Linked DNA regions of Hordeum vulgare: region 2 is linked to region 1. Evidence: chromatin contacts called from public Hi-C data. All regions are on one chromosome and are shown on one strand. Each heading gives the region's core, a stretch centred on a gene start, on an enhancer-like site or on the middle of the called end of the contact. The rest is flanking DNA. Distances are from core to core; before and after follow the strand shown. Region 1 holds the start of LOC123451929 (protein ELC-like). Region 2 holds the start of LOC123451932 (exosome complex component CSL4).

Evidence for each region. Hi-C and Micro-C count contacts between places; a contact is called where the count stands out from the background.
Region 2: a contact with region 1 is called in a Hi-C map of leaf, with 4 times the contacts expected there. The contact joins the promoter of LOC123451932 here to the promoter of LOC123451929 in region 1. A contact is called at or near these places in 2 of 6 Hi-C or Micro-C datasets (both in leaf) and 1 of 1 datasets of contacts at active chromatin or transcription factors (embryo).

The regions. Positions count from the first base shown.
Region 1 is chr5H:513,303,168-513,309,293 of MorexV3_pseudomolecules_assembly, reverse strand. LOC123451929 (protein ELC-like) reads left to right here and starts at 2,177. Exons shown (of 5, transcript XM_045128496.1): 1 at 2,177-3,521; 2 at 5,525-5,610. The coding sequence starts at 2,288. The coding sequence ends at 3,505. It overlaps LOC123451931 (a long non-coding RNA gene), which reads right to left and starts at 1,452. Exons shown (of 4, transcript XR_006632533.1): 1 at 1,367-1,452.
Region 2 is chr5H:513,463,005-513,469,130 of MorexV3_pseudomolecules_assembly, reverse strand. It overlaps LOC123451932 (exosome complex component CSL4), which reads right to left and starts at 3,337. Exons shown (of 7, transcript XM_045128497.1): 1 at 3,077-3,337; 2 at 2,905-2,979; 3 at 1,958-2,046; 4 at 1,693-1,777; 5 at 1,266-1,347; 6 at 1,052-1,167; 7 at 1-184. The coding sequence starts at 3,259. The coding sequence ends at 1,079. It also overlaps the pseudogene LOC123397091.

The DNA.
Region 1 (6,126 bases), core at 928-3,427:
CTCCCGTTGTGACGCAACCTCTCCACAAGAATTAATACAATTATCACATACTAGCAAAAGGGCCAGTGCGTTGCAACGGGAGATAAAAATACCACACGCTTTTAATCTTTTTATAATCATTTTGATTTATTAAAATAATAAGCTAACTAACTAATGTAGTCAGTCCTATCCTATTTTATTGAGAAATCAACCCGCCCAATGTTAATTCCATCATGATGAGAAATTAATTGAGCGGGACAAGCAAAGCAAAACAAAGAGGCTACGTGAATTGATCAATGGACTGTTATCTTATTTCACTCATGGGGTAGAGAATGTGGGATCAGATGACAAACTGAAGGTGGTGTTCCATTCTCTCTCTACAATAATGCAATCTTTCATTCAATACATTCATTCATCAGCAAACAAATTCCCACAAAACAAAATTTCTTACCGGTGCTTGGCACACGGTTGGAGGCATGGGGAGGGGATCTCACCAGATGATGAGTTCGTGCCGGAGGAGGGGATACGATGAGGGGAGCAAGGGTTAGGCGCCTCTATCTGGCTATAAGGAGTCGTCGTTGCCGCGCCATAACCTCGGAGTTTCCCGTGTGGGCCATGGAGGCCCGCCTCCACCAGCAAGTACTTCGCTCCGCCACACCTTATCCGCGCGCCGCCGCCGTTCTGCATCGAGCAGACACATCATCCCAAGTCGTTGTAGCTGTCGCGTTGATTTGATCCAGAAGCTATGCTCGAGCGCCGAAACGGAGGCAGCAAGTGGGCAGAGGTACGACCGCGGAGGCGGGTGTGTTGAGATTGACAGCACTGGTGGTTGAGGTCGGACGCGGCGGCGAGTGGTGTGGCAGCGGCCTGGGCACAGGCCAGGGTAGCCCAGGGTCGGGAGGAGGCGATGCGTACGGGTATAATTTTTATAGCGAATTGTTTTTTCTTTTTGCATTGCAGATAAATGATGCATGGGTTGAATAACAAAAATTACAAAAGCTTTTTTATAAAAATGTCGTGGTGGGTTTTCCGACGGAAGCAATAGCCGCTTTATTATTAGGTATAGATTAATTGTCCTAAAAATTTCAGTTTCCTAACAATACGACCAGTATTCAAACTCTTGCCCACAATGGAATTACAATCATCAACAACCTGAGAAACTCCCGCTACCTTTCCTCTCCCCCTTGATTCCTCTATGTTTCCCTCAATCCACTAGAAAAATTCCCAAAGAAAACATGAGGCAGACCAATATCCCCCGGGAAATCCCCCTTTCCAGCCTAGACAGTTTCCATCATACAATCATTCCCCAAATCGGCAGATAACACGGGGCCAACAATTTTGCTAGCCCCAGAAGTACCTGTTGAATTAGGATCGTAGGGGAACTCACCTGCCGAGCTGTCGAGGATTTCCTTTGCTCTTTTCCTTGACAGCTCCAAGCAGATTTCCCGATTCTGTGTTCGCCGAAGGATTTACCTTGATTGCACCCGAAGCGATTCCCAATCCCGTGCGAAGATGAGACCCCCGCCAAGATTTACTTCTGTATAGGATCCCTCCTCCACCGGCGGGATCACCGACACTGGAGTCGCCGCACCCTGCTTCTTCCCCTTTCGCAAAAAACGCCTCGGACTCGTCCCCGAGAGAATCCCTTCTCGTACGCAGGGGGAGCCCCCATCAAGGCCCACTCCGAAGGCCGAGACCCCCTCCCCTGACGGGGCCACCGGCGTCGGAGGAGCCATCTCACCCACTCGATTCCATCACCGTCAGATTGCCTTAGGCCTCGTTTGTTAAGGGAATTGGGAAGGGTTTGAGAGGAAAATCCCCGGGGACCCATAAATCCCACAGATCCTCGGGCGTCCATTTGACAGGAGGGGTTTGTTTAACCCAATCCCCTCCGTTCCCTTTCAATCCCTTTCTATCCATGTGTTTCAAAACCCTCCTCGTGGGATTTGAGAGAATTGGGTGAAACAAAGGGGTTCACCCAATCCCTTGAATCCCTCCTTCTCAAAACCTTTTCAATCCCCCTTAACCAAACGAGGCCTTAGCGGTCGCGGAAGCCCCGAGGTTTTTTTTTTCGCAAAAAGGCGCAGTTACTAATGCTTGCAAAATCACTTCCTTCGTTGCAAAGAAAGCGAACCATCCTTCCTCTCTTTTTTTTTTCTTAAGAGAAGGTATTCGACTTCGTTGCAAAGGAACCGAATCCTCCTTCCCCTTCGTATCGTGCACTCTTCTTCCTCCTTCCCCTGCTTCCCCCAAATACACACAGAGAAGGCAGGAGGACCAAACCCTAGCTCCCCCCTCCCCCGATCCGATGGCGCCGTCCCCGTCCCCGCCGCCGCCGGCGAGCGGAGCGCAGTACGCGCACCAGTTCCTCAACACCGCCCTCTCGCAGCGGGGGCCCTCGGCGCTCCCCTACGCGGAGGACGTCAAGTGGCTCATCCGCAACCACCTCGTCGCCCTCGCCGACGCCTTCCCCTCGCTCCACCCCAAGGCGGCCCTCTTCACCCACAACGACGGCCGCGCCGCCCACCTGCTCCAGGCCGACGGCACCGTCCCCATCCACCACGCCGGGGCCACCTACAACCTGCCCGCCGTCATCTGGCTGCCCGAGACCTACCCGCGCTCCCCGCCCCTCGTCTTCCTCTCCCCCACCCGCGACATGCTCATCAAGCCCCACCACCCGCTCGTCGACCGCTCCGGCCTCGTCGCCAACGCGCCCTACCTCCGCTCATGGGTCTTCCCCTCCTCCAACCTCCTCGACCTCGTCAGATCCCTCTCCCACCTCTTCGGCCTCGACCCGCCGCTTTTCACTAGATCCGTTGCAGCCCCTTCTCCCGCTCCTCCTCCCGCTCATCCTACTCCTCCTCCCGCCGCCGCCTCCCCCGCCATGCGACCGGAGGCCGTGTACGCCCCTGTCCCTCGCCCGTACAGGTTCCCAGCATCGCCCCAGCTCGCCGCGCGCCAGCCGCCCACAGAGGACCCAGCCGAGGTCTTCAAGCGCAACGCCATCTCCAAGCTCGTCGACACCGCCTATGCTGACGCCGCTGCCCTGCGCACTGCCCGTGAGGCCGAGGTCGACGCCCTCTTTGCCGTGCAGGCCGAGCTGCGTGGCCGGGGGGAGGTGGTGAACGATGGGGTGCGTAGGATCACAGAAGAGAAGGAGACGCTCGAGCGCCGGCTTCAGGACGTGGTGATGGCCACTGACGTCATTGAGGCCTGGGTCGCCGAGAACCGTAAGGGGGCTGGTGACGACACTGCCGAGGCAGAGGGGGCCATCCAGCCAGCCGATGTGCTGTCCAGGCAGATGCTTGAGTGCACAGCTACTGATTTGGCGCTTGAGGACACCATCTACGCGCTCGACAAGGCTGTCCAGGAAGGATCGGTGCCCTTTGACGGCTACCTCAGGAGCGTGCGTGCACTCGCACGGGAGCAGTTCTTCCAGCGTGTCCTCTGCACCAAGGTCAACAATGCACAGCAGCAGGCGCAGGTTGCTAGGATGGCCTCACGGGCACCACAGTACGCCTCCTAGCCAAGACGATGGATAGGTCAGTATACATGCTTTATGACCGATTGATTCATCCATTGTAAGAAAGAGTGGCTCAGTGTAAAGTTGGTTCCCATTGTCGTCGATGTGTGCGCTTACTGAATAAGAACTCTATTAGCTGGGGTGGTGCAAGTTCATGGTGATATTTGTGTAACGTTGTTGAAATCACAGTACATATCTCAATTTTGAAATCTACACTCATTTCATTGATGTCCCTGTCTTGGTAAATCACTATGAGCCTTCTGCTTGTTTGTTTAGATATGCAAAAAACACTCAGAGTGTACTATGTACTGCTGTACATTCCTAAATCCTAATTGCAGTCTGGAGATTGAAATTCAGATATGAGAAGTATATGGAGTCTTCAATACTTTGATAATGTTCATATTTAGATTTTTTTTTCTGTCGTGCACTGCTGTGAACTTATTCCACTCTTGATATTTGGAAATCGAATAGTTTCCTCATTGTTTTTAAGGCATCATGCCTTACACTCTTAGGCGCCCTGGCAGTGCCTTACAAATATGCCCGCCTTAGGCGCTTAGGCGTAGCCTAGGCACTAGAGCGGGTGGTGCTTGCCTTAGGTCGCCTTACCGCCTTATAAACAATGTTCCTAGCTTTGATATCCAGCTTGCACACATGTTATGATAATGTAAAAGCACAACCATTTTTTTTGTCGTTGCTGTGCTGTCACTGAAGTTTGGTGGATGCTTTGACTTGAGGTCGGTTTCTTGAGGCTGTGTGTGATCTAGGCTTGTTGTTTTTTTCAGTTTATTTTTCAGTCTTGCAAATATTGTTTTCTGAAACAAAGTTTTTTGAATTGCAGACTCTAAATTTGCTGAAGTATATTATGTATGGTACTGAGCATATATTCAAAAGCTCTTTAAAAGCGTATTTAAAAGCCTTCTAAATTTGCTGAATTAGATTATGTATGGTACTGAGCATATTCAAAAGCTCTTTAAAAGCGTATTTAAAAGCCTTCTGGGGTGTTTTATTTTACTATAAACAATAGGGTAACCTTTTGGGGTGTTATTTGGAAAAGCTATTTAAAAGCCTATTCCGATCTTACCATCCCAAAATTAGCCTTGGTCACGAAATCCCATGCCATGAGGACTAAATAAATAGCCATCCAACGTTGAAGTCAAATTATAACAGATAGAGAATCATATCTCCATAGATGTGATCCCAACATTACAGGGTTCCAACTTCCAAGCACACCAATTTCTTGAGCTGCACTAATGTACAAAGCATGTGCATAAGTTGTGCTATCACTCTGACTATCCTACAGGGAGGAAGCAACGAATATAGATAGACCAAACAGTGGCTTGAGAACTGAAGCACCTTAGAATATACTATTAGCAGAGTTAGTGGGACGGCGGCACGGCACATACCTGTGTGGCTCTGTGTACTCTTGCTCTTGCTGTCGACACCAATATCAACCCAACACCAGATTCAAGAATCTATGGTTTTAGGTACTACACTGTACCTTGCACTCTGAATTGCACTGGCAACAAAATTAGTTGTCATCACCACGAGAGTCTCTCACCACCCAAAAATCGGCGAAAGAAGAGTGCTCGTCTTTCAGATGTTAATTTATTTACTGTCTGGTCTGGTGTGTCGATTTTATGCCTAGGAGATTCATATTATTTAAGAGTACCACATATTAGTAAAGAGTACCACAGTGGGCTTTGCAACACAAGAGTACTTTGTTATTTGCAACACAAGAGTACTGCAGCAGCCAGCAGGTGTACACTCTTATTATTGAAATTTTAATATACATGGAGGTATAGTGTTCTTTTAACTTCGTTCATGCGCCTGTTCTTCCCACTCATTTTCAACAAGAGCTTTCTTAGAAGCAATTGGAAAATTTGATATGATTACATAGCAACATGAAGGACATGTGCGGTGGTAAGCCACACGGTCAAAATAGGGCTCGGTGGTGTATTCGTCAATTCTCTCTACTGCTGTGGCATCAACGGTTCCTGATATAATTCAGACTGTTGTGTCCAGGCGATCCAGGATGCTTTCCTTCGAGAAAAATTCATCTGTGCCACCTCATATGAGTGATCTTGCCCCACAGTGTTCTGGATATACAGGTGAATATCATTCCCTCTTTTTATTCCTTTAGTCATCACACATGTGTAGTGCATCTTTCTGAATTTCTATACTCATGTTTTTTGTCATTCATTTTTAGTTTGAAGAGAATTAGGTATAATTTTAAGAAATATTGGAAGATGCTCAACATTTTTGTCTTTTGGTTAGATTGTACAGAGTATGTTCTTACTTTTGCCAAAGGTGTTAGGACGAACAGAAACAGAAATGACCCACTTGGATATCAGTCTAGAATTGGTTGTGTAGATCAAAACTGCATGCAGGGATGAGCAATGATGTGCATAATCGTAAATCAGTATGATGGTAATCTGCGATTTAGGACTGTAGCATCTGACATCTCCAGTGGTCTAAACGCTCTTATATTTCTTTACGGTGGTAGTACCAAACAAATGTGCATTTACAGCCCTCTTAAGTTGTCGGTAGAATATTGGTGTTTATAGGGTAGATGGCACAATTGCATCCTGCTCCATTTCAACTCTGACCAACCTTAACCTGAACTT
Region 2 (6,126 bases), core at 2,088-4,587, 160 kb before region 1:
ACGAAGCCACAGCAGACCGGAATGTTAGAATCTCGCATAGCCTAAAATCCTAAATAACATTCAACAAGCATAATTGTATTACACGATCAAAGGCTACTTAGAATTAATGTGCTAAATCCAGTGGCAATGATCATGTCCGGAGTACCCAGTGTCGTTGATCAAATATATCATACACCATCAGAACCTGTAAAACCAGAATATGGAAATTATTTAGTACACCCACAAAACTTCCAGGTACAGGCGTACAGGCAGGCGAAACAAATGGAACGACCTAGAGGTGAATAGGCAATGAGCATTTGAAACCACAGCTAAAAAAAGGCACACCTAGGCTCAACAGGCAATAGCAAAACGTCTAGCGCTTAAGTGTGCTTCATGTGCACACAATTGCGCTTTGGTCAGATAGGCACTAGGCCATGGCAAGACACACAATTAAGGCCTAGCACTTTTTCTTAGCATTGTTTGAAAGCATGATACAGTGGATAGAGGGGTAGACCAGTCAAACATTTACCGGATTACTAAACTTTTGAAAGCTGATCAACTGTGAGGTACTCCCTCCGTACTTAAATATAAGTCTTTTTAGAGATTCCACAAGGGGACCACATACGGAGCAAAATGAATGAATCTACACTCAAAAGTATGTGTGTATATATATATATATATATATATATATATCCGTATGTAGTCCTCTAGTAGAACCTCTAAAAGACTTATATTTAGAAACGAAGGGAGTAGACAATAACAAATGGCTAATGTGATGAGGCAAAGCTTCTGCCTGCCTCCTTATCGAAAAAAACAACAATAACCAATGGCTTCATCAGTGTGCAGAGCAGAGTCCACATTAGGCCATACTTAGTTGTCTAAAGGGGACTATGCTAACAGTACCCAGCTAGCCACTGTACAAGATACCAATACATTACAGGCAAATACACTACAAATATGGGTAGTAGCTGCTTCCACTATGAAATATGGGCACATACTTAAGTAGGTAACTGAAACAGTCCCCTAAGGCTCTGAGCAAATGAGATGCAACTCCGTAACCAACCAAATTTACCTTCCTATATGGTAAAGTAAACAAGGTCTACTCCACTTTTGCAACTTTTCTTTGCTCAATTTGGCCAGTCAGTTCACATTGCATCTCAGTCCAACTGGTTGGGACCAGTGTACCACCTACGGGAAAACAAGGGTAGCAGCATTAGAATAATTTTGCCTGGTCATACAATATGACGAACAGTTGTAACTTGGTTCGGCGGTAACAGAAAGCTTACCAGCTATACTTTGGGCAGAAACAACTCCAAGTTCATTCTTGGCAGTCGAAAGATAGTATGCCCTTGCATCCCCAAGAGAGAGCTTCAGCATGATGTAAGGTTTGCAACTAAATAATCAAATGAATAATTTCTGGAAATAAAGTGACTTGCACATGACCAAGACTCCAAGAGAAAACAAACCCAAATGATAAGTCCCACACGTCAGGTGCGTGGCACTCCGGCCCTGATGTTTTTCTGTGGCAATTCCAGTCATGCAAGGATGGCAGTTTCCAGTGACACACGGCAAGTTTCAGTTAAAGATAAACTGAAGCACGAAAGTTGCCATCCTCGCGTCACTAAACTTGCCGTCGAAAACGTTCAGAGTTGCCATGTGCCCGTACCTCACGTTCGGTACTTATCAAGACGTAACATTCCCCCCAAAGGATACAACCAGAGCTCTGACAATGTCACCAGGTCGATATGACTGGTACATATCCACCTTGTCGATCTCAGTTGCACGAACATCTTGCTGCCTACAAACATAAGAGCATGGCATGAGGAACTTTCCTGGAATACACTGTCTATTATCTACAATAAAAATGATGAACAAAATCAATTGACTATAAACACTTTGGCAATCAACTCAAAGCAAACCGTACATAAATCTATGAAGATCAGTACCAAATGGCAGCATAACAGCAATGGGTCAATACCTTATCATGCCAGTGAACTTTTCCTTGACAGCCTTTGAGTCGACACACATTATATCTGCAGAAGCCATCCTAGCCATAACCTTCGTTACCTGCAAAAGAAACAACCATCAGCAGTTAGCACTGCAGCAATTAAAAAGAAGTTGGAATGCAAATCTCTTTCAGCTAAACCACCAACAGTGAGAGACAGTTGACCAGTGCCACTACCGACAACAGAATATCCACACATGCTAGAAAATGATTCTAAGATAGTTATGAACAAGAGATAGTATACGCTAAAAAACAGAGATATATATATGTAAGATCTGTTCCCTCATTTATTTGCTTAGAATCAAAGGGTAAGCCCAGGTTCCCTTTGCATGAAACACCAAACTCCCCTTATTTATTATGTAAAGTCATCTCCAGAGGTCAATGAGGAGATGACACAAAGAAAACCTTAATGTACCATATATTGTTTGGGAGCAAGCAGCCATATGAACTTGTTTAGTGCCAGGCTCAACACCTGAATGATAGGCTGGTTGTTCACAAACATCACCCAAATTTCAAGTCAGTAAGGCTTTACAGGTTAACAAGGTCAACCTTTAACAGGGAAAAGTTGTTTCTATGTGGAAGAGTCTATTCGCACAGGCAACGCCGGTGGATTCTAGTGTTCTAACAGTTCACACAATTTTCAGTAACTGCCACCTGCACATGCCGGATATCCACATGAAGCATGATTACAGACAACAACAGTACCCAGCCCCAAACTCAACCATGGCATGAGATGGGTACAGACCACATCCACTCAGTGTTAACGAAATTCAGCGCCAAACAACACGGCTACTGAACATCAAGCGTCCCCAATTAACGAAGCTCCCCGGCTTACACGGGCAATGACGATGCTCCCCGGAACATCAAGCTACTGAACATCGAGCTTCCTCATGTCCTGGGAACACAGAGAGAGCTCTTACACGGGCAATGACGATGCTCCCGGGCTGCGGCACGGCTCCGTGCGCCTTGTGCCCGACCACCTCCACCGTGGACCTCTGCAGCCAAAACCAAAACGAGCCAACCAACCAATCAGAAGCAGCAGCGCGAGGAGCGAAGGGACGGGCAGCCCCAGAAACCCTAGGTAAACCCCACCTGGTCGGAGGAGCCGGGGGCGGGGGGCACGAAGCGGCGGCGGCCGGTGACCGACGCGCGCACCGAGCGGCCTTCGGCGTAGGCGCCGCGCCCGGCCGCAAGGGACGAGGAGGGCCCGAGGAGCTCCCCCGGGGTGACCACCACCTCGGCGCCGCCGTCGTGCTCCATCGCCGTGGCCGCCATTGGTGTTGGGAGTTCGGGTTCGGGGGAATGCGAGGGGAGGGTTTCGCTCTGCTCGTTTCGGATGAGCTTTGTGGGCCGAACGCTCCCGTTCATTTGAGGCCGTACGGCCCAAGGAGCTGTTCCAAAATGGGCCCGGTTTATCTTTATTATTTAAAGTACGAGAGGGCAGATCCAACTCAGCATTTGAACCGTCAATTACAGGATTCAATGCTTAAAAACGCCGTTAACAAAATTATCTTTGTTAATCGTTAACAAAACCCAAAAAATCAACGCACTGAAAAAAACAGAAAACCAGCACATCAGCCTGCCTCGCGCCCCACAACTCCAGCCCACCCCATGTCATCTCGTCTACGCACCGGCCGCGCCGCCCCATTCTCCTCCTCCCCTCGCTGCCGCCCGTTCGCGTCCTCCGGGCAAAGCCCCCGCGCGGATCCTACGGCGTTGGGGCCTATGTCGAGCGTCTCGGCTGCGAGCGGGGGCACGGTGAGGTGGGCCGGGGAGAGCGCGGCGGACACGATGTCGCCGAAGGTGGCCTTGGCCGAAACGATGGCGAGCTCGCGGGTGCGTGTACGCATCGCCCGAGCCCAGGATGGGCGAGGCATCGTGGCAGGCCTTGGCGTTTGCGTCGAAGGAGCCCAAGAATGGGGAATGGGCGCGAGGCGTCTTGTGGACGGCGATAAGGCGGTCAGCGTGCTTGCTTGGGCCGAGGCGTCGGGGCGGAGGATGATATGGTGGTCGGTTTTCTCGCTTCCAAGGATGGAGTCCGCGTTGCCGGGGCTCGGGTGGGGCAGCACGGCGTTGGGCCATTGCCGGTGGTACCGGGGCGGGGCGGTGGTTTGATGGGCGACGCAGAGGAGGTGTTGTCCTGGATCCAGCGACCAACGCATTTTGTTCCTCCTTCAAAAGAAATTAGAAAATCTAGGGAAGGTTGAGTTGGCGCCACCGACGAGTGGATACATGGGTGGCGGTAGCGACGACGTGGCTGAAGGTGGGGAGACACTTGAAGTGATGAGCTTTTGCTTTGGGGAGAGAGAAGAGGGCATGTTGGGCGCTGCTGCTTGAGAGATAGAGATAGGTGAGGAAGAGAGAGAGAGAGAGCAGAGAGATGAGAGATAGAGAGAAGAGAGAGACGCTAATAGATACATATTTAGATAAAGGGCTTGTTGGATCTGCTGCTGGCCGCTGCTGACATATATAGAGAGAATGCTTATATAACTCTGGAATTTGTTGTGAAGTTAAATCAATGATATCATCGTCATATTCTTCAAATTTCTCTTTCAATATGTGTTCCCTTTTTGGCATAATGCACGAATAGTTCAGCAAGTTAGAGTTACAACTGGAAACACCAAACACTTTTTTTAGTAAAATACTTGGTTTTATCCATCTAAACAACACATTCTTGCATTCTAAGTACAGAGATATGATTGTCGTTTCTAATACTTCATTACCTGACAGGTTGGCTTGGTTTTTTATGATAACTTGGTAAATTTGCTTGATTTGGCACTATCTGCTGACACTGCAAACACCGTGAAAGCTTTACATGATATTACTGAAACAAGTGTTGAGCCTTTGTTCCTAATGTCTCAACTCGCCACAATAATAACTGACATTCTTGCTAGCACCTACACATTCGCACAAGAAAGAATTCGAAGAAAATTCTTCAAACATCCAACCTGTAAGCAACAATATTCCTTTTTTCTGTTTATTTATTACTTTGAAAGGATTTTATAGTAGGGGATAATTCCTACCTGAACCATGCATTACATAGAACTCTACTACTATAAATGTTATGTTTTCACATTGTAATTTTGTGCTGCACTAATTACAGTATCAAAGGAGGATATAAAAAAACTACGCCAGGCCTACTGTAAACACTTTCTGAAGCTGAAAAACAATTGAGTGTCTCTAATGATAAGATGACCTGGCTTACAACTGCTCTGCTCCAGCTTGCTCCTGATAAACAGTATATACTGCCAAGTTCGTCGACAAGTACAAACCAGGGTTTGTCTACCTACCCTGACAGTGATATAGAAAGGAACTCTACTACAAATCATAAAGAAATATATGCTTGTCCGCATGGGTTATCAAGAACATCAGATCAGGAAATTCGGCAACACAGAAATGCTAATCTAGGGATTTGTTCTAGCCATGTCACGACAAACACTTACCATGGTGGAAGGAGACTCGGGGAATATACACTAGATGGCCATGTATTGTCGACAAGTGCTAGCAGAATGAATGAAGGATCTAAATGTAGCAGAACTAACAACGAGATGATTTGGCAAGCTGTTCTAGAAAATGTTCAGTCAGATTCGTTGAGAAAAATGATCGCTAAAGAGGGACGGGTGATTTCTGTTAGCCTTGGCACAGGTAAGATTCCCTCTTACTCCATTTCATCCTGTATTATTTGACAACATGTCAAGATTTCATTGTAGAATATGCCTATGGAAAACTTTGTTATCATTGTTAATGTGCTAAATAAATATTAGTGTAGAAGTGCAAGCTATGTTGCATATATAAGATAATAATATATTAGAAGTGATTTACATTTATATGTTAGTATTGGGTGACCATGTAATTTTGTGGAATTTGTTATCTTGGTTATTGTCAGGTGTATACATTGCTTCTAGGCTACTCCCAATCTTCTCTAGGTACGGAATATGTGATGCTTGTTATTCAAGGTTGCTAACAAGTTTAAAACCGCGTTAAAGTAACTCTGAAATACATAAACAAAAATTGTAACTAACCAACATTAAATTGTTCCATTGTAACGATATTGTTTCAGTAATCATTGTTCTTACATTTTGCTCTTTTTCTCCTGCAGCACCAACTATGCAGTTAATGTTTAGTTCTCGTGTGAATAATTC